Linked DNA regions of Mus musculus: all the other regions are linked to region 4. A link is a contact called in public Micro-C and promoter capture Hi-C data. All regions are on one chromosome and are shown on one strand. Each heading gives the region's core, a stretch centred on a gene start, on an enhancer-like site or on the middle of the called end of the contact. The rest is flanking DNA. Distances are from core to core; before and after follow the strand shown.

The links. Promoter capture Hi-C pulls out the DNA fragments that hold promoters and counts their contacts. A called contact is a pair of places that touch in the nucleus more often than the background predicts. Capture Hi-C pulls out chosen DNA fragments and counts their contacts.
Region 1: a contact with region 4 is called in a promoter capture Hi-C map of liver, with 4 times the contacts expected there. The contact joins the enhancer-like site here to the promoter of Ppp3ca in region 4. A contact is called at or near these places in 2 of 39 promoter capture datasets (liver and pre-B cells), 2 of 115 datasets of contacts at active chromatin or transcription factors (embryonic stem cells and stem cell-derived neural progenitor cells) and 1 of 9 other capture datasets (embryonic stem cells).
Region 2: a promoter capture Hi-C map of pre-B cells shows a contact between it and region 4. The contact joins the promoter of Metap1 here to the promoter of Ppp3ca in region 4. A contact is called at or near these places in 4 of 39 promoter capture datasets (cranial neural crest, liver, maxillary cranial neural crest and 1 more).
Region 3: a contact with region 4 is called in a promoter capture Hi-C map of liver, with 3 times the contacts expected there. The contact joins the promoter of Dapp1 here to the promoter of Ppp3ca in region 4. A contact is called at or near these places in 2 of 39 promoter capture datasets (the HPC-7 cell line and liver), 6 of 115 datasets of contacts at active chromatin or transcription factors (embryonic forebrain, embryonic stem cells, large pre-B cells and 2 more) and 1 of 9 other capture datasets (liver).
Region 5: a Micro-C map of embryonic stem cells shows a contact between it and region 4, with 19 times the contacts expected there. The contact joins the promoter of Cenpe here to the promoter of Ppp3ca in region 4. A contact is called at or near these places in 3 of 39 promoter capture datasets (embryonic stem cells, liver and pre-B cells) and 2 of 484 Hi-C or Micro-C datasets (CD4 T cells and embryonic stem cells).
Region 6: a promoter capture Hi-C map of embryonic stem cells shows a contact between it and region 4, with 3 times the contacts expected there. The contact joins the promoter of Slc9b1 here to the promoter of Ppp3ca in region 4. A contact is called at or near these places in 1 of 39 promoter capture datasets (embryonic stem cells) and 1 of 115 datasets of contacts at active chromatin or transcription factors (pancreatic cancer cells).
Region 7: a contact with region 4 is called in a promoter capture Hi-C map of liver, with 3 times the contacts expected there. The contact joins the promoter of Mttp here to the promoter of Ppp3ca in region 4.

Annotation. Positions count from the first base shown.
Region 1 is chr3:135,394,942-135,398,607 of GRCm38.p6, reverse strand. It overlaps Slc9b1 (solute carrier family 9, subfamily B (NHA1, cation proton antiporter 1), member 1), which reads right to left. Exons shown (of 13, transcript NM_028946.4): 12 at 3,628-3,666; 13 at 781-1,012. The coding sequence ends at 800. Among named protein-coding and RNA genes, the nearest start is that of Cisd2, 27 kb to the left of the region's middle. Within about 2 kb of position 2,362, at least 12 of the 459 cell types and tissues checked have an H3K27ac peak or open chromatin away from gene starts, as enhancers often do. A contact at or near this core is called in liver, where this site is marked.
Region 2 is chr3:138,487,135-138,490,905 of GRCm38.p6, reverse strand. Metap1 (methionyl aminopeptidase 1) reads left to right here and starts at 1,524. Exons shown (of 11, transcript NM_175224.4): 1 at 1,524-1,648. The coding sequence starts at 1,535. Gm32553 (a long non-coding RNA gene) reads left to right here and starts at 2,845. Exons shown (of 2, transcript XR_001784010.2): 1 at 2,845-3,771.
Region 3 is chr3:137,979,754-137,983,165 of GRCm38.p6, reverse strand. Dapp1 (dual adaptor for phosphotyrosine and 3-phosphoinositides 1) reads left to right here and starts at 1,617. Exons shown (of 9, transcript NM_011932.3): 1 at 1,617-1,847. The coding sequence starts at 1,747. All of the region lies in intron 2 of Gm19708 (a long non-coding RNA gene), which reads right to left.
Region 4 is chr3:136,668,359-136,671,768 of GRCm38.p6, reverse strand. It overlaps Ppp3ca (protein phosphatase 3, catalytic subunit, alpha isoform), which reads right to left and starts at 1,703. Exons shown (of 14, transcript NM_008913.5): 1 at 868-1,703. The coding sequence starts at 925.
Region 5 is chr3:135,211,118-135,214,465 of GRCm38.p6, reverse strand. It overlaps Cenpe (centromere protein E), which reads right to left and starts at 1,903. Exons shown (of 46, transcript NM_173762.4): 1 at 1,752-1,903. The coding sequence starts at 1,807.
Region 6 is chr3:135,346,239-135,349,629 of GRCm38.p6, reverse strand. It overlaps Slc9b1 (solute carrier family 9, subfamily B (NHA1, cation proton antiporter 1), member 1), which reads right to left and starts at 1,601. Exons shown (of 13, transcript NM_028946.4): 1 at 1,508-1,601; 2 at 857-1,303. The coding sequence starts at 861.
Region 7 is chr3:138,129,679-138,133,175 of GRCm38.p6, reverse strand. Mttp (microsomal triglyceride transfer protein) reads left to right here and starts at 1,523. Exons shown (of 18, transcript NM_008642.3): 1 at 1,523-1,936. The coding sequence starts at 1,876.

The DNA of each region.
Region 1 (3,666 bases), core at 1,113-3,612, 1.3 Mb after region 4:
TGCTGGGCAAAAGGAAAAAGGTGGGATTTCCAAGTCGCTAGAGGAGGAGAAGGGACACAACAACCACATAAGGCCTTAGGGCAACCAGAGCAGGTGGTGGCCTCCGACACTGGCAGATTGCTGATATAGGATAGCAGATAAGTTTAGGGCAATAGGTTCTACACCCAGCAATTGTGTTATCTGGCAAGTTTTAAAATATAAAACTGCCTAGTGTTTTCCATCCATGGAGCTAAGGTGGACAAGAGAAGAAAGAGAGCAAGTTTTCTTTTTTTCCCCTAATTTATTTGTTTGTAGATCTTTCTATGCAGCCCTGACTGGCTTGTGTAGACCAAGTTGGTCTTGAACTCGACAAACAGAGCTTGCCTCTGTCTCTATGGTGCTGGGAATAAAGGCATGTGCCACCATGCCCAGCCTCTGACTAATTTTTTAACTAAAGTGATGGGAATTCAAGGGAATTTTTTCTTTCTCTTTAGGTTCATGTAGTTTTACTATGCTTACTTTGTATTACAATATAGAATTCACAATCGTCACAAAGACCACCTTGCATTTTTCTAGGGTATTTACTGACTGACTTGATTCTTGAACTATGCAGGTATTAGACTGAAGGACCACTGCAGTTGACTGCAGTTTTTATTAAAATTTACTCTGAACCAAGAACCAGAGGAAAGCCCAGTAGAGAAATTGTGTTTAGCGAATCCTGGTTTTTACAAACAATCTTTAAACTTCTGTACTGTAACTTTTTTTTTTTTGGTCAGGTGAGATAAATCATGAGACATAGCAGGTGATGATGGCAAGCTTTTTAATGATGGAAGTTCGAGAGCTCAACTTTCAAAGGGAATGTCACCTCACTCTGTTCAAGGATTTTGGGTCCCAGTATGCCGATGAGGAGGGCTCCATTTGGAGCTGTAATCAGGATGGCTAGGAAGGCCACTGTCATCACAGCCTTCGCGTATCCTTCCAAGTGGGGTGCCATGACCCTTGCTGTTTCTAGAGCCAGAGGTCCTAAGACAGCCTGCAGTTGGGGATGATACAGGGGAAAAATGTTGCTCAGAGTCAACACTTGATAAAAGTAGATGGCTGTTATAGATGCACACAATGAAACTGAGTGATAAAGTACTGGAAGGAAAAAAACCAGGGTAATTTGTATCATTTAGTCATTAATTGTGTATTCTTCCTAGCAAATCTATCTGGAAGAAATCAGAATAGGGGAGAAGCAGGCAGAAGTGTTAAATTGAAAACATTTGTTCTAACTCATATGTGGGACACATGCCTCTACTTGTGTAAAAATGTTGGCTGGTGGGATAGTTAGTGGCAGAGCACTTGCCTACCATGTGCAAGATCTTGAGTTTGAAAAAAAATTGATACATTGGTTTTTCCAGTTCTTAAAATTTGCACAGAGTACAATGTAGGCCAGATGCCAGGAAGAGGGGACAAGGAGAAGCAGAGTAAACAAGCTGCAAACTGGGGGTGGGGGTGGGGTAGGGAGAGGCTCTTCTGCACAACTGCTTGCTTCTCACTCTGCCTGCTTTAGGAAATGACGAATAATGTGCAAACCCACCATGTATCACTGGAAGTGGGTGTAACAGACAGACAGAGAGGCATTCTCTTTATAGACCTAGTGTTTCCTAGAATAAAGCAGGTTATTACTGTTTATGACTTAAAGGTAAGATAAAGTAACTATAATATTGCTCGTGGATCAGCACTATATGACAGAAATTATGCTGAGAGTTTTACAGGAATTCTTTCACCCACTCCCACCACACCACCTTTTAGTAAATATGGTCCTAGGCCCTTATATAAAATGAGCAAATCAATGAGCTGAGAGATGAAGGAGTAACCAGCTAATGACCGAGCACGCAACAGAGCATTCAACACCAAGTCTGGCCTTAATGCCTTCAGTTCTAATCCTAATCATTTTGGGTTTCACAGAAATGTACAAGCTTCAATTTTGTAACAGCAAAATGGAGAAGAAAAAAAAATCCCAGGAAAGCAAGGTCTTAAGCTGCTATGTTAACAGTTGAACAATAAGTAACAATACCGCTTTATATTAGGAAATTATTGCAGAATTGGATGACAAAACTACAGTCTTCATTAATTCAGTCATTTGTTTGTGTAGGCATGCAGACCACGGTAACCTCTGTCCTGGCAAGGGGGTTTGTTTCTCAACTTGACACAAGTTAGAGTGTTTGGGAAGAAGAACCTCAATTGAGAAAATGTCGCTATCAGATCGCCTGTGGGCAAGTCTGCACAGCATTTTCTTGATTAATGATTGATGTGGGAGGGCCCAGCCCATTGTGGGAGCTGCTACCCTTGGATCCATCCGTGGTCTTGAATGATTTATGGAAAGCAAGCCAGTAAGCAACATTGATTCTCCATGACCTTTGCTTTGGGCCCTGCCCCAAGTTCCTGTGCTGACTTCCCATGATGAGGTCTGTGACATCGAAGTCCAAGATGAAATAACCCTTTCCTCCTCGAGCTGCTTTTGGTCATAGACAGAAACCTTAACTAAGACAACTTTTTATCAGGTATGATGACAAGCAGTAGGGGAAATGAAAAAGGAAACAAGTAAAATGACCCCCAAAAACACTCTCTGTCCTTCCTGGCAGTGACAGTTATGTAACATAAAAACAAATATCTGCATGTGCTTGTGTGCTGGAGGGAGTGTCAGGATGTGCAAAGATGTACTTACGAAAACCAGTGTGTCTCCAGAGTCATAACACTTACCTCTGTAGCAGCCAGTAAAATAAAAAATCATATATTATGATATATACTTATTTTATTTTAAACTTTTTGTTTGTTTTAAGATAGGGTCTATATATGCAGCCCTGGCAGTCCTAGAACTCGCCACATAGACCAGGCTGTCCTGGAGCTTACAGTGATCTGCCTGCCTCTGCCTTCCAGGGGTGGAATAAAAGTATATGCCCCGACACCCTTGATTTATTTTATACTTTAGGGAAGTAGAAAAAGAAAGCATTTTCATAAAATTTAGAGATTGTTATTTTCTTCTCAATTTCAGAGTAATTGCTTTAAAATAAACCTTTTAAAATTTTGTATTAAGTGTGCATGTGTGTACATGTGTTACATGTGTGTACACATGTGCGTGTATAAACATGTGCATGTGTGTAAGTATATGTACATGTGTTACATGTGTGTATGTGTGTGCATGTGTATACATGTATGTGTGCATGAGTGTGTGTGAACATGTGTATAAATGTTTGCGCACATGGGGAGGCCAGATGACATCAGCCATTCTCTTCTGTCACTCTCTGCCTTATTCCTGGGAAACAAGTTTTACCGATGTGCTGGAGGCTGCCAAGCCACATTAGTCCTCGTATCACCTCTGCCCCTGCCCTTCCTTCTCCACACCCAGTGCTGAGATCACAGGCTCTGAAGCCAAGCCTTTTTTCATGTAGGTGCTGGGGACCCACATTCAGCTTCTAGACTTGCGTAGCAACACTCTTTCCCCTTGAACATTCTCTCCAGCTCGGGGCTTGAAAATGTAAGGAACCAAACATGACAAAAGTTAGGTAAATTAGAGGATAATTTGTGATTTGAGAAATATTTTTCATTTAGAACTTTAAAAACTTGTCAAAACTAAAATTATTATAATGACTTTTATGTTCCTACCTGGACTGTAGCTTTAGGGATCCATGATAAAGCAATAAA
Region 2 (3,771 bases), core at 275-2,774, 1.8 Mb before region 4:
ATTGAGGCTAACTCAATCCAAAGACAACCTGATTGGATACATAATGAAGAATGACAGAAGAATACTAGATGTCTCTGTCTTCTGTAAAGAAACCAGGATGTGTTTGTCACTGCCTATGTGACAGCACCCGCAATACAGAGTGTACGTGCAGTGGATGCAGGATCAGACTGCAGAGAAGTCCAATGCACATGCTGAGTGTTGCGTTTAATTCTGAAATAACTTTTGGTTGTTAGGCTGTCAAAAACTGCTTACTATTGCCAAAAATTTTGTTACTCCATATTTAGAAGTTGAGAGCCACAGTTTAGGAAGCTGGGATTTATACAGTTAGATGTCATATACAAACATATACACATATGCAGTCACTAATTTTCTTAAATGTATACATTTTTATTAAAAGTTTACAGTGGTTGGTTATACAGGAAAAGTTATTCAAGAAAACATGAGCTTTTCTGGTGTATTAAGGTGGAAAAGATTTTTTTAAAAGTCACAGCATTCCTCTAGCAACAAACAAACAAAAAAAAAAAATAGAAAACGGCAGTTGTTGTCTACTGATTATGTGTTTGAAAGATTTAGGCTACCGGGTTGTATCTGATAAACTCTAGAGCCTTTTAATTCTCGCATTTCTTTTCTTTTCTCTTTTGGTTTGTTTTCTGAGACAGGGTTTCTATGGGTAACCCTGGCTATCCAAGAACTTACTCTGTAGACCAGGCTGGCCTCCAACTCAGAGAGATCTGCCTGCCTCTAGATCTGAGTGCTAGGTTTAAAGTTTGGCATGCGCTACCACTACCCGGCTAACCCCCCTCAATTCTTGATTGGTGGAATTCGCTCAAACTATAAAATCAGATAATATATATATATTTTAAATCATCGATATTGAACTATCTGGCAGCTACTAGCGCTATGTATTTCAATAGCGGGGTGTGGAAAGACATGAGGAAGAGCGTATTTCAGTCCCATCTCGGTCCATTGATATTTTTTTAAGAATGAGCGTAATTTTTTCTTTCTTTTTTATTTTGAGGAGAACACTGGCAGAGAGAAGCGGAACTCAGAAAAGGGAATTAGTCCCCAAGAAGCTCCCGGCGAACCAAACTGAGGAATCCACGCCCTTCCCAACCACCTGCGAGTGAATGAAACACCGAAGGCTCAAGAATTTCACGCTCGGGGTCCCAACGTCATGGGGTGTAGGATCTCCGCTGACCCCACGTGGCGTCGCCGCCACCGCAAGCCTTGGGGCGGGGCAGGGGAGGCGGCGTAAAGGCTGCCGGGCGGGTCGCCACTACGCGTGCGCGGAGAGGGCGTGGCTGTCAGGGCGGGGGGTCGGCCGAACCGGAGGGAGGGGCGGGGCAGCAGGTGAGCGCGCGCTAAGGGGCGGGGCCCTGGCCGCGCGTGCGCGGAGGGGGGCGGGGGCGCGCTGCGTAGGGGCGGGCCCTGGTCCTCCCGGTCCGGCGCCTAGGCCTGCCATCGGAGCTCCTCCCCGGCTGGGTCCCTCTCCCCGCCCTGTGGCGGTTCCTCCCTCCTCCGGCAGCCAGGCAGCATGGCGGCGGTGGAGACGCGGGTGTGCGAGACGGACGGCTGCAGCAGCGAGGCCAAGCTCCAGTGTCCCACCTGCATCAAGCTGGGCATCCAGGGCTCGTACTTCTGCTCGCAGGTAGCCGCCCACCCCGCGCCCCTCCGGTCCTCCGCCTCTGGGCCTTGTCGCCTCCCGCTCGGGCCTCCGAGCGGCCCGGGCCTCGGGAGCCGGGAGCCCGGCCGCCGGCGCTCTCGGGGGCGGAAGCTGACCTGCGGCGGGTTCGGGCCAGGCCTCCGCGGTCCCGTGGGCGGCCAGGTGTGTGCGCAGGTAGGGACGCGCGGGAGCCGGTAGCCCAAGACCTCCGCCGAGCCGGGGTCGGGTCTGGACGCCGCTGGCCGCGCTCCCGGGGCTTCTCTCCGGTGTCTCTGCAATCCCGGACGGAGACGGAAGCGACCTGCCGGGGCCTGGGGGTGGCTGCAGTCTCCCGTAGAGGAGAGCTGTTTCAGTCTCACTTCTTTTGTGTTTTACTACCGCGCTTTGACATTTAAGTAACTTTGAGTGTAGGCGTGGAGAGAGGTCGGTGTAATTCATTCTTTTCCGTTGGCATCTCAGATTATTAATTTGAGAACCGGTAAGGTAAAGAGATGAGTCACTTCTGTTACTGAAGTTCCTGGAGTAGAAAGGACAGTCCCGCAGGGGTTGTGCTTCAAGGCTCCGACGTAGTTTTTGTGCAACTGAGCAAACCTAGCACTGAGTGGGGCCCTGACAGAAGTGTGTATTTATTGAACAGTATTTGTGTCCCATCGCGTTTCTAGACTCAGAATAATGGCAAGGCAAGTAGTAGATGGTTATTAGGCTCTTAGTTACAATTTGTTGAGGAGAAGAATATAAGTACGTTGGTAATAAACTGACAGGTTCCTGGGAGAGGGGAGTTAATAGGCCAAAGACCTTGGCATGCTAGTTTTTCTGAGAGCTTGAGTAAGTGAAATTACTTAAGTTCCCCAGTTTCAGTGTTACTCTATACAGAGAGAATGAGGGTACCTTTCATTCTGTATTGTACAAGATTGTGCTGACAATGAAATTAAGGAAGACCCTGTAGCCCTATCATTTAGAGACGTTTTGTTTTTTAAAGGATTCCACTACAATTTAATGCTGGTATCTAGATAAAGTTGAAGAAGAATAATTATGTCACCAGTGGTAAGTGATACATGCCTTTAATCGCAGCACTTGGGAGTCAGGCAGGCAAATCTGTCAGTTCTAGGTCAGCCTGGTGTACAAGCAAGTTCCAGGACGGCCAGGGTTCTGGGGTGGGGGCGGGGGTGGGGTGGGGGGAAGAATAGTTATATGAAAATAGCAAAACCAACTATTTTCTAAGATAAAATAGATGGAAAGATAAAATAAGATGAAGCCAATGATTAAAAGCCTTAGCAATTGTAGTAAACCATTGCAAGAGTCCTTCACTATTGTATGATCTTGCCTTTAGAGAGTATATGACCCTTGACCTTGCTGACATCACTTTCCAAGCTTTGCACTTGGAGGAGAGAGACCTGAAAATAGCCTTGGAGCTATTAACCTGGTGCAGGGCCTCTTGTGGCTTTAATGTTTTCCAGTTTAACTTAGTGAGTTCTGTGTGGAATCTGGATTTAAAACAAAAATTTGCTATGAAAATTGTGTGCCATCTGACTAGATCAATGTATATAGTTCGTATTCAGGGGTTTCAAGTTGAGAGGCGCTAGGTGTGGTGGCATACACCTTTAATCCCGGTGCTTTGGAGGCAGAAGCTGGCAGAACTCTACTAGGCCAACCTGGTTTACCTAGTGAATTTTAAGGCCAGCCCTTGCTAAATAATGAGACTCTTATCTCAAAAAAAGAGAAAGAAAACGAACAAAAAATGGCTGGGCTGGAGAGATGGCTCAGTGGTTAAGAGCACTTTCTGCTCTTTGAGGGGACCTAAGTTCAGTTCCCAGCACCACGTGGTTCTCACAAACTTCTCAGGCACCAGGCACATAGCGCACAGGCACACTTGAAGGCAGAGCATCCATACACATAAAATAGAAATGAAATCTTAAAAACCATTGGGTGGCATGCATGGGTTAATGTGTACTGACACTAGCTCCCAAATTGATTATCCAGTACCAAGAGGTCAGCTCAGAAATCACATACACATTAGGATCCTTATATGGACTGAGAAGGTCATATTTATATGTTTACAAACACACACACACACACACACACACAAACACATACACACACACACACAA
Region 3 (3,412 bases), core at 368-2,867, 1.3 Mb before region 4:
GAGCAGGGGACCTGTTGCATGGCTTGCCCAGTGATTTGGAGCCCTCCCTGCCCCCTTTCTGTTGACGTGCACTTTATCTTTTTTTTAAGTTTGGTTGGTTTGTTTGTTTGTTTATTTATTTATTTATTTATTTATTTATCTGTATAGCCCTGGCTGTCCTGGAACTCACTCTGTAAACCAGGCTGGCCTCGAACTCAGAAATCCACTTGCCTCTGACTCCCAAGTGCTGGAATTAAAGGCATGCGCCACCACTGCCCGACACTTTATATTCCTCTGTCTGAGAGAACTATAGCAGCCAGTGTGTGCCGGTTCGTTATATGTGTGTTCTCAGAGCTGCTTCTCCCCAGGACTGCCTCTAGGCACTGAGGACTTTCTCACCAGAGAAAGCCAGAGTCCCAGGAACCATTGGGAAACAGAAGAGAGGACGGTTCCTAAGGAGACATTGGCAGCCTGTGTAGAACAAGGTCTTCGTTCTATCAGTCTCTTTAGGATACCAAATGGAACAGCCCTCAGATGAACCCTAGTTCATCTTGGGATATTGGAGGGGGAACATGCAGAGAGAGAGCTCTTTATCCATCCACTGATACACATCCAGGCAGATGGAATTTCCTCTTTATGAGTCTAAACACCACTGCATCCAGGGTAGTTCAGCCTACTGGGTACACCCCGGACAGCGTAGCTCAGCCTACTGGGTACACCCCGAACAGCGTACGTAGCTCAGCCTACTGGGTACACCCCGGACAGCGTAGCTCAGCCTACTGGGTACACCCCCGGACAGCGTAGCTCAGCCTACTGGGTACACCCCCGGACAGCGTAGCTCAGCCTACTGGGTACACCCCCGGACAGCGTAGCTCAGCCTACTGGGTACACCCCCGACAGATGCTGTTCTTTAACTTTCTTCTGCCTTCTTACTCAGTCCTTTGCCTTGTTTGTTTTTTAAACAGGGACTCACATAGCCCAGGCTGGACTCAAATTCACCAAGTAGATGAGGATAGCCTTGAACTTCTGACTTTTCTGCCCCTACCTCTAGAGTGCTGGGATTACAGGATCTTATGGGGTGCGGGGATGGAACCCAGGTCTTTGGGCATGTTGGCGACAGCCTCTGCCCCCAAACCTTCTTCCATAAGAGAAACAAGTGTTCCCCTACAGAAACCTCAAGGGAATATTGGAAAGAAATCCTGAGCCAGTACCAGAAACAAAGTAGGTTAGAGCAGGACTGGTTGTTTACCTATAATTTTTTTAACCCCTTCAGAAGATGTATCTGACGTCGAAGCTTCCTCGGTGTTCCTTGTGCCGCTGTGTGAGGTGGGTGTGCGCGTGCACATAGCCCCCTCCCCGCCCCCCCCCCCAAACTACAGGCAAACCCTGGTAAGGAGAAGCTACAGTTTGGACTCCTAGAAAGAGTTTGACCTAATCGCCCCATCCTGGTTGGGCGGGTGGTCCTTCTGTTTTCTTTGGCAAAATCTAACTTGACAATACGTTGTGGTGACTGAGGTGCTCTGCTGCCAGAGGGGTTAGTTAGCACACTTCCTGACTGACAGAACACCCCTGCCTATGCCTCAGGCCCACGGTGGCAGAGGCAGTGTGGGAGGAGCAACCAAGTTTCACTTCCTTGCTAGCCAGAGACTCAGCCCCAGCCGGCTCCTGCCTTAGCGAGGAGGAGCAGCGCGTCCAGCAGCAGCCGATCCCATCTCTCTCTTCATACAGCACCTGGCGGGGAGTCAGCCATCAGAAGCAAAGGAACTTATGGGCAGAGCAGAACTTCTAGGAGGGAACATGAGTACCCAGGATCCCTCAGAGCTGTGGGGCAGAGCAGATGGAGGCACAGACCTGCTCCAGGATTTGGGGTAAGAGCGCTTTTTCGATGAGTACAACTTCCCAGTTCCTTGAAAAATCGCCGCTCTGACCAGTGTTTCCAGGATTCGAGTCTCTTCCCACTGCCACCTGATGGTCGTCTACCTGGCCAGTTTAATTGACCTGTAGGAACTTCCTTCTGGGGGCGCTGATTCATTGTAAAAGTGTAAGATATTTTTCTAAAAGTGAGAACAGTTACACTGAGAGAATGTGATAAAAAAAAAATCAACTTTTGGGCATCCTTCAGCAGCTGGGGAGTGTGCATACAATCGTCTGTTTCTTTGATACTGGGCTAGTTTATCATTAAAGTGAGGTGGAAGAACTCTGAGTGCACCTCTTGGCAGTGAACTGTGTCACTGGTTCCATAAACAGAAAGACTACACGGCTGTGAGTAAGAGGGATTTTTTTTTTTTTTCAAAAGAAAAAGAATGAGGAAGTTTGTACGACAATCATGTTTCTACGGTGCCTCCTTCTCACACAGCAATGGGAGCTCTTTCATAGCCTTTAGACACAAGATAACAACAGCCTGGCTTCAGATAGACAGGTTTAGGTTAGGTGACATCATCAGAGTTCATCAGAAGGGACCCTGATGACACAGCTCATCCGGACATTTAGTAAAGAAAAAAGGGCTACTCAGACAAGAAAGGAGGTTTCCTTGGAGACAAAGCCTTGCACCTACACGCTTGTGTTTCCCAAGAGAGAGGACTCTGGACCTGTTGTCTACCTAAGTGGCTGGAATTCCTCATCACCCAATGACATAAAGACATACTGTCACCTTGCATAGGATGGCAATAAACACGAAAGGGTTTTAAACCCCATCTTATCGGTCACATCAGTGAAATAACAAAGCTGAGACAGCTACCTGCCAGAGGCCCCATCCTCCTCTGAGAATGGGTTGAAATTTCTGTTTACACTAGAGATTGTATCATTTTATATTGTGTTACTGTAAAATTTCTCACGGCACTATGCTGGCACAGCAAGTAGAGGTGCTTGCGGCTAAGCCTGGCTAAGCCTGAGATTGAGTCCTGGGACCCACTCGGCAGACCTCCACACAGATGATATGTCAGACGGGTACACACACACACACACACACACACACACACACCATGCACACATGTAATGATAATTAATAAAAAGTCTAAAAGCAGCTCTCAATAATTCTCTGTTTAAATTTAAAGCCAAGGACCTGTACTGCCATTTGGTATTGACAGCTAGGATTTTCAATAAGGGAAACTCCTTATGAGGTCTTCAGAGCTCCAAAAACTCTCCACGTTTCTCTTCAAATAAAAAAAACAGAATAAGGGCCTCTCTGGGAGCATCCAGCCCAGAATCAAGCAGTTCAGAGCCGACCTTACTGGCCAGCTCCCAAGGTTTGTACCTGTGTTTTTTGCACTCTCCAGCCTCTGAAGTTAAGATACCCAAAGGAGAAGAAAGATCCAGAAAATATTCAACTCTGTCTCTTTAATTAAACAAATCCTATCCTGAAAGCAGGATCTAAGCTTTGGAATTGTCAGCACACTCAGGACACAAACATACCTGACCATGTGTCTGGGGACAG
Region 4 (3,410 bases), core at 454-2,953:
CTAGGAGCTTGGGGGAAGGGAGCACGGTGAGCTTCCCACCCTAAAGGTGTGCACCAGCGGGGAACCCTTTAAGAGCAATGACAGGTCGGCGGCAGTCAGCCGTGGGTGGCAAGGGAGGTCGACAGAGGATCGCCACCGCTCGCGTCGCTCCAGGCCTGCGGGGAAATCCCGGGGCGGCAGCGGGGGCTCCGGTCGTCCCCCGCCTGGAGCTGCCCCCACGCGGCCCCGGTCCCCCCGCCCCCGCGGCGCGCGGCAGCCGGAGCTGGGCTCCCCCCACGCTCTCCCGCTCTCTCGCGAGTCCTGTGCAGGCCCTTCCCGCGGAGGGGGAGGGGGCGCCCAGGGAACTGCTGCAATGGAGCGCCTGGAGCAATGTGCCGGGGCGAGCCAGTCCGCGGCAAGCCATGGCCACATTAAAATGCCCTATTAATTTTTTAAAAGCCATAAATCACCTCCCCTCCCTCTACAAAGAGCAAACCATAAACCCGATCCCATGCAAGCCCGCGAGCAGCCACCCACTTCCTATTTCTGTCACAGCAGCTACACCCTGCCAGCAGTCACCCCCCCCCCCGGGCGCCCCCTCCCGCCACCGCCACCCCCGCCACCGCCTCCCAGCCACTCAGCCATTTGCCAACTGCTGCCCCCCGTCCACGAAAACAAACAAATAAATACATAAATAAAAATAAATGCCCCGATTAGGGCCGGGTGGGCGGTGTGGGGGCAGGGCGCGGCGAAGGAAGGGATCGCCTCTTGCAGGAGATCCTAGAAGGTCCCCGGCGCTAGCCGGAGAGGGACGACCGGGGCGGGGGAGGGGAGGACAGTCGCCTGCGGCACTCGGTGCACCCCGGGCCGACGCGGCGCTGCGCTTACCTTTCACCACCCTGTCGGTCGTCGACAACTTGGGATCAATCGCCTTGGGCTCGGACATCTCCAGCCACCGGGAGGGGGGGACAGCGACGCGCTGCTCGTCCCGTCCGACTGCACACCCCGACCGCACCGGCGGGCCAGACACTCAGCGCCGCCGCCGCCGCGCTGCAAACCGCTCGGCTGGAGCTCTGGGCTCTGGGCTGGCTCGAAAGTTACTGCCGGCTCCGCGCGTCCCTCCTCCGCCGCCGCCGCCTTCACTCCTCCTCCGCCGCCGCCAGCCCCGCCGCCTCGCTCCGGGCTGCGCGTGTGTGCTGGTTATTTATTTATTTTCTGAGCACGCCTCCCGGTTCTTCTTTTATTCTTGGGGACGGGGCGGGGGATGGGGAGGAGAAGCACACGCGAGCACCCACCCCGGCACCGACACCGGGCGCCGCGCAATGGAGCCCCCACGCGCGCACACGGTCGGGATTAAGACCGATCACATGGGGAGGGCCGGGGGCGAGGGAGGAGAGGCAGGGCCGCGGATGTCAGCGCCGCCAGCCGCGCCTCGGCTTCCCGGTGCTGGAGAGGCGGCTGCCGCTGCGGCCGCCGCTGCTTCCCCACGCCGATTGTCGCCGGGCGCCGCCGGGGCCGCGGCAGCCGTAGACGTCCCGCCGCCGCGCTCGTCCGCGATCCTCCTCTGCCTCGCGGCGCCGCTGCTTCTCCACGCACAGGCAACAGCCGCTGAGCTCGGTGGACACAGTCCGGGGCACAACCTCGCCTCCGCCGCCGCGCCGGCCGCCGCCACCACCGCGCCCGCCTCCGCCTCCTCCCCTTCCTCCTCACCGCCCCCGCCTCCAGCGCCCTGGCCACCTCCTCCTCGGGGTCCGCCTTAGGGCCCGCCCCACGTTGCACCTCGCAAGCTCATTGGCTGGAGAGCGCGTCCCTCATCGCTAAGGCGGTGGTCTGGGTGACCGCCCCGCCCCCTGCTCTGTTTTCTTCAGGGTGCCAGTCAGTCCCGTGGGCCTGCTGCCTCCACCGCCCTGTGACCGCTCAAGTGTCACTGGAGTGGGCAGGGAGGAGGGAGGCTGGACTGGGAGTAGGGGCCGGGAGGAGCTGGGCTGCTGCGTGCCCCCGCGCCTGCCCACTCCCGAAGTCCTGCACACACTCCCGGGTGGGTCTCGGCCGCTCCGAGTGTGTGAGTGGCCCGCAGTAGTGAGTTCGGAGACCGAGGAAGGAGGAGCGCCGGACGCTCCCGGCCGCGGCGCAGCTGCTGTCGCTGCCGCAGCTGTCCAGGGAGGATCGCCAAGGAAGGCGACGAGTAAACAGCTTACCTTGGGGAGGCAGCTCTGCCTGAGCTAGGTGGACGGGGATTACTGATGGTGGGGTGGTTAGGACGCGTGCACAACTTCACGGGAAGAAACGAAAGTGTGTTTGGGGCGCTGCGGGACGCGGTGGCTGGCTGGCTAGCTATCCAAGGTGGATGGGAACAGACTGGAGCCTATGCGACCCTGGCTGTGCTCAGTGACCCTGGATGCCCTAGGAGATAAGAGGAGTCAGAAAGACTCGGGAGAGGTCGCCTTTTCCCTGTTCACAGGAGCTAGCAGTCACTGGTGGCGATAGGTGACACTAAATTTCTTCCTGTTCCTTCCAGTCAGTCACTCAGTGATCAAGATGCATGTAGGGCCTTGGCTTGTTGCAGTTTCTCACAAGTCCCTCATAAGAAGGAAAATAAGGGACCGTGTATGAAATGCTCTTCAAAATATCTTCTGCCTCCTGAGTTCCAGGACAGCTAGAGCTATACCGAGAAACCCTGCCTCGAAAAAACAAACAAACAAACAAACAAAATATCTTCTGGGCACAGCCCTCCCCCTGGCCTACCACAACCCCAAGGACCAGCAAGGAAATTATGAAGAGAGCTGAATAAATTTCTCACCCTTGTCCTTCCTGTTTTATTTTCAAATTCCTTCAGTATCAGGGTTTTCGTATTTCCTGAATTGGACTGTAAGCTTAATAAAGGGCCTACAAAAAGGTGTGGGAAGCTGCTGGAGGCACACTCCATTAGTCCCAGCATCTGGGAGGCAGAGGCAGGAGGAGCTCTGTAAGTTCCAGGCCAGTCTGGTCTACAGACTGAGTCCCAGGACAGCCAGGACTGTCTTGGGAGGGGGCGGGGGGGGGAGTTTAGGAAGCTAGGAGATGGAGCCAGGAGAACTGATCTGGCCACAGGGATTAGATGAAACTCAAGTCCAAAAAAATACAAATTTAATAGCAAATTGGTGGCTCTGGGGCATGACAACTAGGTAGCCTCAAGGATTTTAGGACAGAGGATGTGAGAAGGCTAGCCTGCCAGTCAAAAGGAGAGATGGAGTGGATGGTCACATCCCATCCGCAAAGGGAGGCTGCCCTCGTGGCCAGATTTCTGCTGCTAAATTTGCCACCTCTAGGGTCCTTGCTTTCAATAAGATCTATATAGCCCAGTGGAATTTTCAGGGAACATGAAATTATCTACAAGAGGACTCTGTAATCTCCTCAGTTAGGGGTTGTTGCAAACAGCCTCCTGGGCTAGA
Region 5 (3,348 bases), core at 654-3,153, 1.5 Mb after region 4:
AGCCTTGCAGAGGTGCAGAGTCATGACATCACCAGACAGTCCACATGCAGAGAGGGCTGGCAGTGTTCTGAGTGTGGCACAAAGACTGGAAAACTGAGAGCTACTGAGCTGGGGAAAGATCTTGTATTACCGGAGAACCTTGCAATACAAAGTTTCAAAAATCTGGGTAGTGGTGGCACACACTTTTAATTCCAGCACTAGGGAGGCAGAGGCAGGTGGATCTCTATGAATTGGAGGCTAGCCTGGTCTATGGAACTGAGTTCCTGGATAGCCAGGGCTACACAGTGAAACCCCATCTCAAAACACCTCCACCACCCAACCAAAACCGACCAACCGCCCCCCCCCCCAACCAAATAAACAAACAAAAATTAAAAAAAAAAACCCAAACCTCTTGCAAAATGAAGATTTAAGTAATATAATTTTATGTTTAACTATATTCATAACTATCTTTGTCTGCATAGGCTCTACTTCCTCTCTGAAATCTTTAAAAAAAACAAAAAAACTTCTGGAATCTTCCGGAATACTTGACATGCCCTAAATCCCCTGAACTATGTCACTAATCTCTTTCTGTTCTTTACTTTGAGACATTGTCTCACCTTGTTGGCCTGGAACTCACTAGGTAGCCCAGGCTGGTCTACAACTAAGATACACCTCCCTCTGTCTTCTGAGTGCTGGGGTTAAAGGCCTGTGCCACCATGACAGACACCACTAATCTCTTCAGTGCCACCTTCCTCTAAATTCCTATTCGTACCAAACACCACATCAGTCAAGCAATCTGGAAGTTGAATCTCTGTGATCTATCCATCAATGAACCACCTATTCTGTAGTGTTAGCGTTTTCCTGACACCAGGTACCCCATGTCTCTGAAGGCCCAGTGGCTCTTTCAACATTCTGCACAGTTTTGTTTTGTTTTTCTTTTTTTTTTCTGTGTATCGTTAACGGCTTATGTCTATAGATATACTGTTTTAGTTTGCTTTGTGCTGCTGTGATAAAATATCATGACCAAAAGCAACTTGGAGTGGAAAAGGTTTATATCAAAAGCAACTTGGAACGGAGAAGGTTTATATCAGCCTACACTTCCAGCCCCAGGGAAAGTCAGGGCAGGGTCGCAAGCAGGAGTGGAGGCAGAATTCATGAAGCACATTGTTTATTGTCTTGCTCTCTCTGGGTTTTGCCTACGTAGCTGTCTTACACAGCCTTGAGTTCCATGAGTAAGAATGGAACCACCCAGACTGGCCTAAGCACTGCCCATATCAACCAGGAACTAAGATTCCACCACAAGGACATGCCCACTGGCCAACTTCATCCAGGTAGTCCTCCAATGGAGACTCCCTTAGATATAGCTGGCTGTCAAGTCAACAGCTAATGCTAACTAGGAGCCAGCTTTTTCCCAAATTAGGGAAGGAACTTAAATGCAAGAAATAATCAATTTTGAGAATCTCGCCTATCGACCACCCGTTTAATACCAATTTCTCAAGCTTTAGCATCTCTAGCTGAAGGCCAGAAGCCAGCAAACCCAGTAGACTTCATCAACCCCCTCTTGTCTTTTCTTTCTGGCATTCCCGACCTTTTCCCACTACTGAACATTCACTGTCTCCGTCCATCAGGCGAGGACGGCAGTGTCCCCTGAGCAGAACTACGCGCAGTCGGACCGTGTTTTCGGGGAAACGGAGTCCTGCACCCGGGTGTCGGTGTGACTCGGGGCAGCGCGGGCTGGGACGCAGGTCCCCACGCCGCCCCAGGCCGCCTACCTGCTGTTGAGGGGTCGCACACGAACACAGACAGCCACTGAAGCCTCCTCGGCCATCCTGTCCGCTGCAGACTAAGGGAAACGAAGGAGAGCAACGGCGCCGACCGAGCTCCCGGGCCGCCCCGCCTTTAAGTTTAAAATGTCCTCAAGGTTGCAGCGGATTGGGTGGCGCAGCGTCATGACGTCACGGGACAGTCCAAGTGCTGCGGCGAGTGGGGGTTGCGGGGGGAAAGGCGGGGCGAGTCCATGGATGGGGAAGGCGGGGGAGACTCAGAGATCCCGGAACTGAGAGCCTCAGAACTCAGCTGGAGAGAAGTTTTGTGTTAGAGTCACGCCTGCAGAACAAAAGAATTATAATCTTAAAAAACAAACAAACAAGAACTCCAGACTAGACCAAACCAAAAAAAGCTTTCGTTTTGTTTTAAAGCCTCCAATGGGAACTCACTGCCCAGCCAGGAAAGGAAGATTTTCTTTTCTTTTGGAACTGCTTTGAGGCGTTGTTGTTTCTTTTCTTTAACTTTCATTTCTCTGGACGGTGAGTGTAAGAGCCTCATGTAAGGGAGAGAATCATTGACACCTGGGAAAATGTTGTGGGGACATGACAGTGCTGCACACTAGAGCATGGATTACCCGAGAAATCCCCAGTACTAGGCATGGAACACTTCTTTTCATGTTGGTTAGAGTAATCCAAGAGGCTCCCAAAATAATAAAGCTACGCCTTAGGGACGAGGCTTCTAGCTCAGAAACAGCTGGAATTTTCTAATTCCCGACAAGTCTGAAGTATGTGGTGTCTCCAGGCAACAATGACTTAACCTTCAGCCTCAGGGAGGCAACCAAGGACAATTTGGGGATGTCAGTTCTCTCCTACCACTAGGTTCTAGGGATTCAACTTTAGCTTGGCAGCCAGTGACTTTACTCACTGAGCTATCTTCCCTGCCCTGTTTTAACTTTTTTTTTTTTTTTTAAAGTGGGCAAATATATATTTAGCTGTAGGGAACAAACTTATGAAGGGGAAGAAATGTTATGTCATTAAAGGCTCAGAGGCAAGGAAGGGATTTTTTAGAGCAAGAGTATTATTTTCACAGCTGTGATTTTGTCACACTGTCTTTGCTAACATTATATAGCAGGCAGTATTTATTAAAGATTGACTGTATTCCACTATATGATCTATGCTGTTCATCAAGAGATAATTATTAGAAGGAAAAAGAGAGGGACTGAGAGGGTAGCAGAAGAGGTGAATTTGACAAAAGGACGTAATATTCAGGTATGAAAATGTCATAACAAAATGAAACGTCTTGTACAATTAATATACACTAATGAGAAAGAGATGGTGCTTGATGGTTCAAGGCCAATGGGGGCAGTTTAATCAGTCTCACAATAACTGAAAAGGGGGCCGGAGCTGGGGAATCCTGCATCATTCTGTTCAATTCCTAACAGTACAGAAAAAGAGATATTCATTGTGAAACTGTTTTATGTTGTGCTTTTTTTTTTCAAACCCAGATACCAATTGTTTGATTTTACCAAAGAAGCCTAGGGAGCCAGATGCTGGGTATAAAAGCCTGCTAGCTCAGAGAGTCAGAGGAAGCACCCCGCTGACC
Region 6 (3,391 bases), core at 352-2,851, 1.3 Mb after region 4:
TCTCTTGGTCAACACCAATCAATAACTTAAACAGAGGGCTTCTCGTGCCTGCTCTTGCAGTTAGCTCAGGGGAAAGCACTGCTATCCCAGATGGGAAATTTATATATATGCATATATATATATATATATATATATATATATATATACACACACACACACACACACACACACACACATACATACATACATACACATACATGGGCACACTTATATTAATTAAATGTAGTTTGAGGTAGATAGAGGATATGATGGTGTATAAATTTTCCCCTGATTACTAGGATTGAATCAATTTTTGAATTGCAGGTCCTCATCCTTACACTGAAAATGTTACATGCTCACTGAGGCATCTCTCCAGCTGCTACCTTTTTTGGAGCCAGGGCCTCTCATTGAGGGGCTCACCCACTGGTTAGAATGGCTGGCCACCTGCCTTTATCCTGGCAGTGCTAGGATTATAGACACAGCCCATGATGCCTGGCATATGTAGGTGACAGGGTTCCAAATTCAGTTTCTTTTGTTTGTACAACAGATGTTGTTTGTACAACATCTTCCTAGCTTCTGTATGTACCTCTTACAGGCATGGTAACAATGAAAATGGAAAATGAATTTCCCACATGCAATAGTAAGGTTTTTTGTTTTGTTTTGGGGTCCTTTTTCGGTACTGTTGCACAATGACAGGTGGCCTTCCTAGGTGCTAAGTGCATATCTCCATCAACCAATCTGATCTTTCACAGGGTATGAGGTACTATATGAAAAAGTATTCATGTCACCAGGCTCTGTTTCTAACTATTAAACATACAACAACAGAAGGACAATTATTTAGCATTCTTTTTGCTGGTATTAAAATTTCTTAACCTACCTCATCTTTCAGGAGTTTGTCTGCAGTCTTAAGATATCTTACGTTTCAGCAGGGAACTTTAAAACCTAAAGGTGACAAGCTTTTATGGCATCTTAATAGGGAAGAATTCCAAGAAGAGCGCCACCACAGAGCACGGTCAGGACTCAGGAGAGCGCAGTGTCTGACACACTGTGTGTGCAATTACAGCCCTTAATCCTTAAAAAGCATTGGTGTTGAGTGCTTGTCCGCTGCGATAAAGCCAAGAGGAATCCTGGTCAGGGGTGTGGGGGAAGGAATGAGAGCCTTCCGAAAATCAGAGACCAATCCTGGAACACATCTGCAATTACAGGTGCACGTGAAGGTTCACCTCTCCGGATTCACGATTTGTACAAATACCATCTGCCCAGTGGGTTAATTTTGCTGTCAGTCGTGATGGAAAGATCTCTTCTTTCTTATTTGCAAGAACTGCTGAGAGAAGGAAACAACAGAGGCTTGCATTGAGGGAGGAAAGAAACCAGGAAGAGATGGAAGAGGGCTTCCAGTACGATGGAGCCATGTGAGAGCGCTCCCTTAAAGGGAAGGGAGGAGGCCTTCCTTGGCTAAGGACAGGGAGGTGACAGCAGGAAGGTACCCAAGGGCCTGGAGCAGAAGAATGGAGAAAACTGGGCGTACCTACACTTCCTTTAGCAACTCTCACCCGCTCAGGGACCAGCAACCGTCGTCGCGTGCAGGAGGTCAGGAGAGCCAAGGACCCAACCTCCAGGACGGAAACTGGGCTGGGATTTACCGGAAGCAGAAGGGCGGGGCGGGGCGGTGCTCTTAATGGACTTCCTGTCTAAGAACTTTTTTTTTTTTTCTTTCTTTTCATAGTAAACGTGGCAGGGTCTCTCAAATGCTTAATCACATGGATTTTATGTTAATATTTTAGTCCTACTTCAAGGCCAATGTCTTTTCATTTTGTTTTGTTTTTAAAACAGGTTTCACAAGCAGCCTGCTTCAGTCTCCCAAGGCCTGGGATTATAGGTGGCTTCACCATATTAGGATTATTGGCTTCAAACATAACTCTTGATCAAGTGGTTATAACGATCACTGTTTTCATTTATTTATCTTTCTAGTTAGTCGAATTACATAGGAATTCTTAGGCAGTGCCAACAACTCCCCTCTGTCAATACCCAACACACGTCCCTGAAGAGCAGGTAGAGTGTTATTTACAAACACGAATTGATAGTTAAAACGAAACATTTGAGAGCATCATGTAATTGTGATTGTCCTAAACATGACAGTCAAGACTTAACATGCTATACAATATATGCTGTATGTGGGAATTTATATAGTTTTTTTTTAAACTAACAAAACCTATTTCCCATAATCGTGGATGGCAAGGTGTGTATTTGAATTCAGAAAGGCACTGTAAAGAGAAAATGATGTAAAATGAAATGTTAATCCTGTAGAAAGACAAACAAACACTTAGATTGAAGGAAACATCTAAAGTCTTTACTTGAAACAATGTTTACTATGTCTACTGTTCATCCTCATTGGGGTCTGGAACTACATTATTACATTTCTAGTGTGAAGGCAGACTTGCAAACAAAAAAAATTTTTTAAAGATTTATTCATTATATCTAAGTACACTGTAGCTCTCTTCAGACAGCACCAGAAGAGGGTGTCAGATCTCATTATGGATGGTTGTAAGCCACCATGTGGTTGCTGGGATTTTAACTCAGGACCTTTGGAAGAGCAGTCAGTGCTCTTAACCGCTGAGCCATCTCTCCAATCTGCAAACAAAGATTTTAAAGTGCAAAAATAATCATTGAAGGGCCGTAAGATAAGCCATTAGATTCTGTCCTTTCTCATAGAGACTCCACTCAGGGCCCTTAATCTCCTGGTTTGCAAACTCTCAGAAGAGACTTATAAATTAAAACTTGAAATGAGAGTATAATGATAAAGGCCAAGCAGGAGCCCCATGAGGGACAGGTGACATAGAGAAATAGAAAAAAAAAAAACTAATCTCAGAGCAGAAAGTCCTGGGATGAGTAGTGTTCACAGGGGATATTGTAGCCTTGGCCTGACAAATACCTCCCTCCTCATTCTTTCTGGAACCCACACGTCTCTACCCATGTGGTCCATATGAGGCTGTGTCCCTTCCCCGTGCTCTGACCATGCTTCAGAGATAAGGACAGCTCAGGCAGTGGGGCCAGCGTCTTCCCTTTGTCACAGAGAAAATGTTACACAGGAATGTTAACTCCTACCTAGTGAGTAGAAATCACTGTGAAAGGGTTCTTAAGTCTGGACCAAAAGTAAAAAATAAAAATTTGTGACTCCCAGGAAAAAAATCTAAAGGAGAATTAAGTGGCACAGAGCACAGCACGACCTCACTATGAGAAGAAAATGATCCAACTGCAATTTGATAACCACGTCATTGGCATATCTGGATGTAAATATTTTCCTGCAAGCTAGGCCAATAGAGCCCCCTGTTTAAAAACAGAAAAGCTTTCCTTCTCAGCACCAAGTGAGTGCTTAGTAATTGCCCCATAAAGACCCTCACACCTGAACTGG
Region 7 (3,497 bases), core at 274-2,773, 1.5 Mb before region 4:
ATCATTTCTGTAAAGGTTTGGGTTTTTGGAAGTTTGTTTGTTTGCTTGTTTGTTTGTTTTGTGAGCACGCCCTTTCCTGTCTGGCCCCAGGAAAACTGGTAATAGCAAATGAAGTTCTGCTCTCAAGAGGAGGTTAAGGTAATTTTCACCTTTCAATTTTGCATAGGAAAACACACTTCAAAGGACATTTTTTTTTAACTTTTACTTTTTATTTTGTAGCTCTATTGCTTGCTATCTTTAATCTAAATTGTCTAAAAGACTTAAACTCAAGGTTAGGGGAGTGGCAGATTTTCAGGGGAACCAGGATTGCTTTAAGAATTCATTTTATATGTAAAACAAACATGGCCATAAATATTCTCATAGACCAATATCCCAATAACCCTCACTTCCAAACTTCCTTTTTCTTCTACCCAATCGACTTGACTCCCCCACCCCCCTTAGAAGTGTTTATGTTTCTATCAGGACTTCCAGGGACAAATGTTAGCTGGGTCACTTAGTGTGGCCAGAGCTATACATATGAGGGCATTCTCTTGAAAGACGTATCCTAGATAACATACTGTTGCAAAAGTGGTGAGAACTGGGACTTGTCCTCTGAATCTCTTCTTAGAAATGTAACTCAGGCTGGGCAGTGGTGGCACCCTCCTTTAATCCCAGCACTTGGGAGGCAGAGGCAAGAGGATTTCTGAGTTCGAAGCCAGCTTGGTTTACAGAGTGAGTTCCAGGACAGCCAGGGCTACACAGAGAAACCCTGTCTCGAAAAACCAAAACCAAAAAGAAAGAAAAAAAGAAAGAAAGAAAGAAAGAAAGAAAGGAAGGAAGGAAGGAAGGAAGGAAGGAAGGAAGGGGAAAGAAAGAGAGAAAGAAAGAGAGAAAGAAAGAGAGAAAGAGAGAACTGTAACTCAGAAGGAACAACGGGACTCTGGCTTCCCATTCTAGGAACCTGGGTATGTGGGAAACAGGCATCACTTGTCTTTACAGAGGGCCACTCTAGTATCCTCAGTTGGCCTACTGACACACTAATGCTGTCAAATGCTGACTGCCCCAACCCTGACTTTTCTCTCCCATATAAGGACGACGATCTGTACTTCAGGGATAAAAGGCCTAATCATAGCATTATCCTTATCAATGGTGGTATGACTTAGGATAAATTCTGCAATTGGAAGTCATCTTTGTAATGGTTGGTGATAGTATAAAAATTCAAAAATAATCATAGAAGATGTATTCTGGTTCAGTAGGGTTCAACGAGGTTGGGATTTATTGAACCTCACGTTTCCTTACAAATTATAGGATTCTCCAGGTTTGCTGATGATTGTGTACTTGAGCAGAAAAGTATCACAACTAGGTTTTTTTGTTGTAGTTTGTTTTGTTTTGTTGGCATGACTTCTTAGTACTTCGTCTTTTCTGCATATGTAAGACTGTTCACTGGTTTAGTTTGGAATACAAGATAAAAACTCCCTTGATTTTCCTTCTGGGATGAAACATTTTCTTTTCTTTTTTTTTTTTTTTTTTTTTGAGACAGGGTTTCTCTGTGTAGCCCTGGCTGTCCTGAAACTCACTTTGTAGACCAGGCTGGCCTCACACTCAGAAATCCACCTGCCTCTGCCTCCCAAGTGCTGTGATTAAAGGCGTGCGCCACCACTGCCCTACTGAAACAAATTTCTTAAAAGCGAGAGACTACAAACTATAGCCCACCTGCGTTTAATCATTAATAGTGAGCCCTTCCATGAACTTAGGTCCTGATTTTGGAGTTTGGAATCTGACCTTTCCCCTATAGATAAACACTGTTGTCGCCGGTTCTGAAGAGGGTCACTTCCTTGCTGGCTGCCACCACTGCTCAGTGAGTCCCGGGGACTGGATGTGGCAGAGGGAGCCAGCATGATCCTCTTGGCAGTGCTTTTTCTCTGCTTCTTCTCCTCCTACTCTGCTTCCGTTAAAGGTAAGTTTACGTTGCCTTTCCCTAATCTCTCTCTCTCTCTCTCTCTCTCTCTCTCTGTGTGTGTGTGTGTGTGTGTGTTGAAAGAGTTCCTAACTATACAATTTTTGAAAATATATAAGATTGGAATATCTGGGGGAGGAAGTGACAAGGTGGAAAGGAAGACAGAATTTAATTTCCTGCTCTCTTTTACCAAAGTAGAGATTCCTTTCTCATTTCAGCCCTGCCACCCCCCACCCTCCACCCCAGAGCAGTGTGTCTCTAGCTTCAGTTTCTCACTCTTGGAGAGAGTTATGAGCTAATGTTACCTGCTGATAGACACACAGAAGGCAGCTCCTTCATTTGAATTGTAAAATAACCCAGTCTGGTTGCTTAGCACTGGAAGGACAAGAAGAATCAGACCCAATAAAAGGAAGGCATTTGATGACCAAAGAATTAGGAATGAACTGGTAAAGCCTGTATGGACTCCCATTGCTTTTGAAAGGAAGTAGCATAACCTGAGTCAGGGAGTGAAGGAAAATAAAGCTGCGATGTAATATGGATGTAAGAAAGAAGACGTCCTTTAAAAATAGCGATCCTAGTTAACAATTTTTGTTTTAAGGCAAACGTTACTTTAAAATATGAATTAATGACATCAGGAAAATCCTAGAGGAAAGTGATTTCACAAGGAGTGGTTTGAAAGTGTTGTATGGAATGCTGTGCTGTTGTGAAACCTTCTATAGATCCAGCAGCTTGTAAACTCTATAGATCCAGCAGCTTGTAAACTCTATAGATCCAGCAGCTTATAAAGTCTTTGGGTTTTGCATTGTAACCTTGTATAAAGATGTCACTTTTTTATAGTTTATAAAAAGTTATACTGTTAAGACCAATCGCTCTAAAGGCAATCTGTCATGGTAGGATCAACTTCTAGTACTGTGTCCTCTGAGTGATGGACATAAAATAACCACACGCACACTTTAAATCTGTTTGGGACCAATGTGACTTTTGATCATAAAGCAAACTTTGTCTCAATATTTCTCTCTCTCTCTCTCTTTCTCTCTTCCTCTCTCTCTCTCCCCCTCCACCGTGTGTGTGTGTGTGTGTGTGTGTGTGTGTGTGTGTGTGTGTGTGTGAAATTTCTACATGAAAAGGGACTGTTACTACAAGATATTGAGGGCTACAATTCAATTGTTTACCTGAGCAAATGGGGTCTTAAACTAGAGGGAATATTTTCAGTACTTTTAAAAATCATCAGTGGTTAAGATATAACCCTTCCACGCCAGGCGTGGTGGCGCATGCCTTTAATCCCAGCACTTGGGAGGCAGAGGCAGGCAGATTTCTGAGTTGGAGGCCAGCCTGGTCTACAAAGTGAGTTCCAGGACAGCCAAGGCTACAGAGAAACCCTGTCTCAAAAAACAAAACAAAAAAAAACAAAAAAAAAAGATATAACCCTTCCTCGAGTGAAAAAAATCCTTGTAAGTCTTCTCTGATTTGGGAGTGTTATAAGACAGAGTTTTATTGTTTGTCTAATGTGATGTAAACAGTATAATATAGAACCTAATACCATGATTATTTGAAGGGAAAA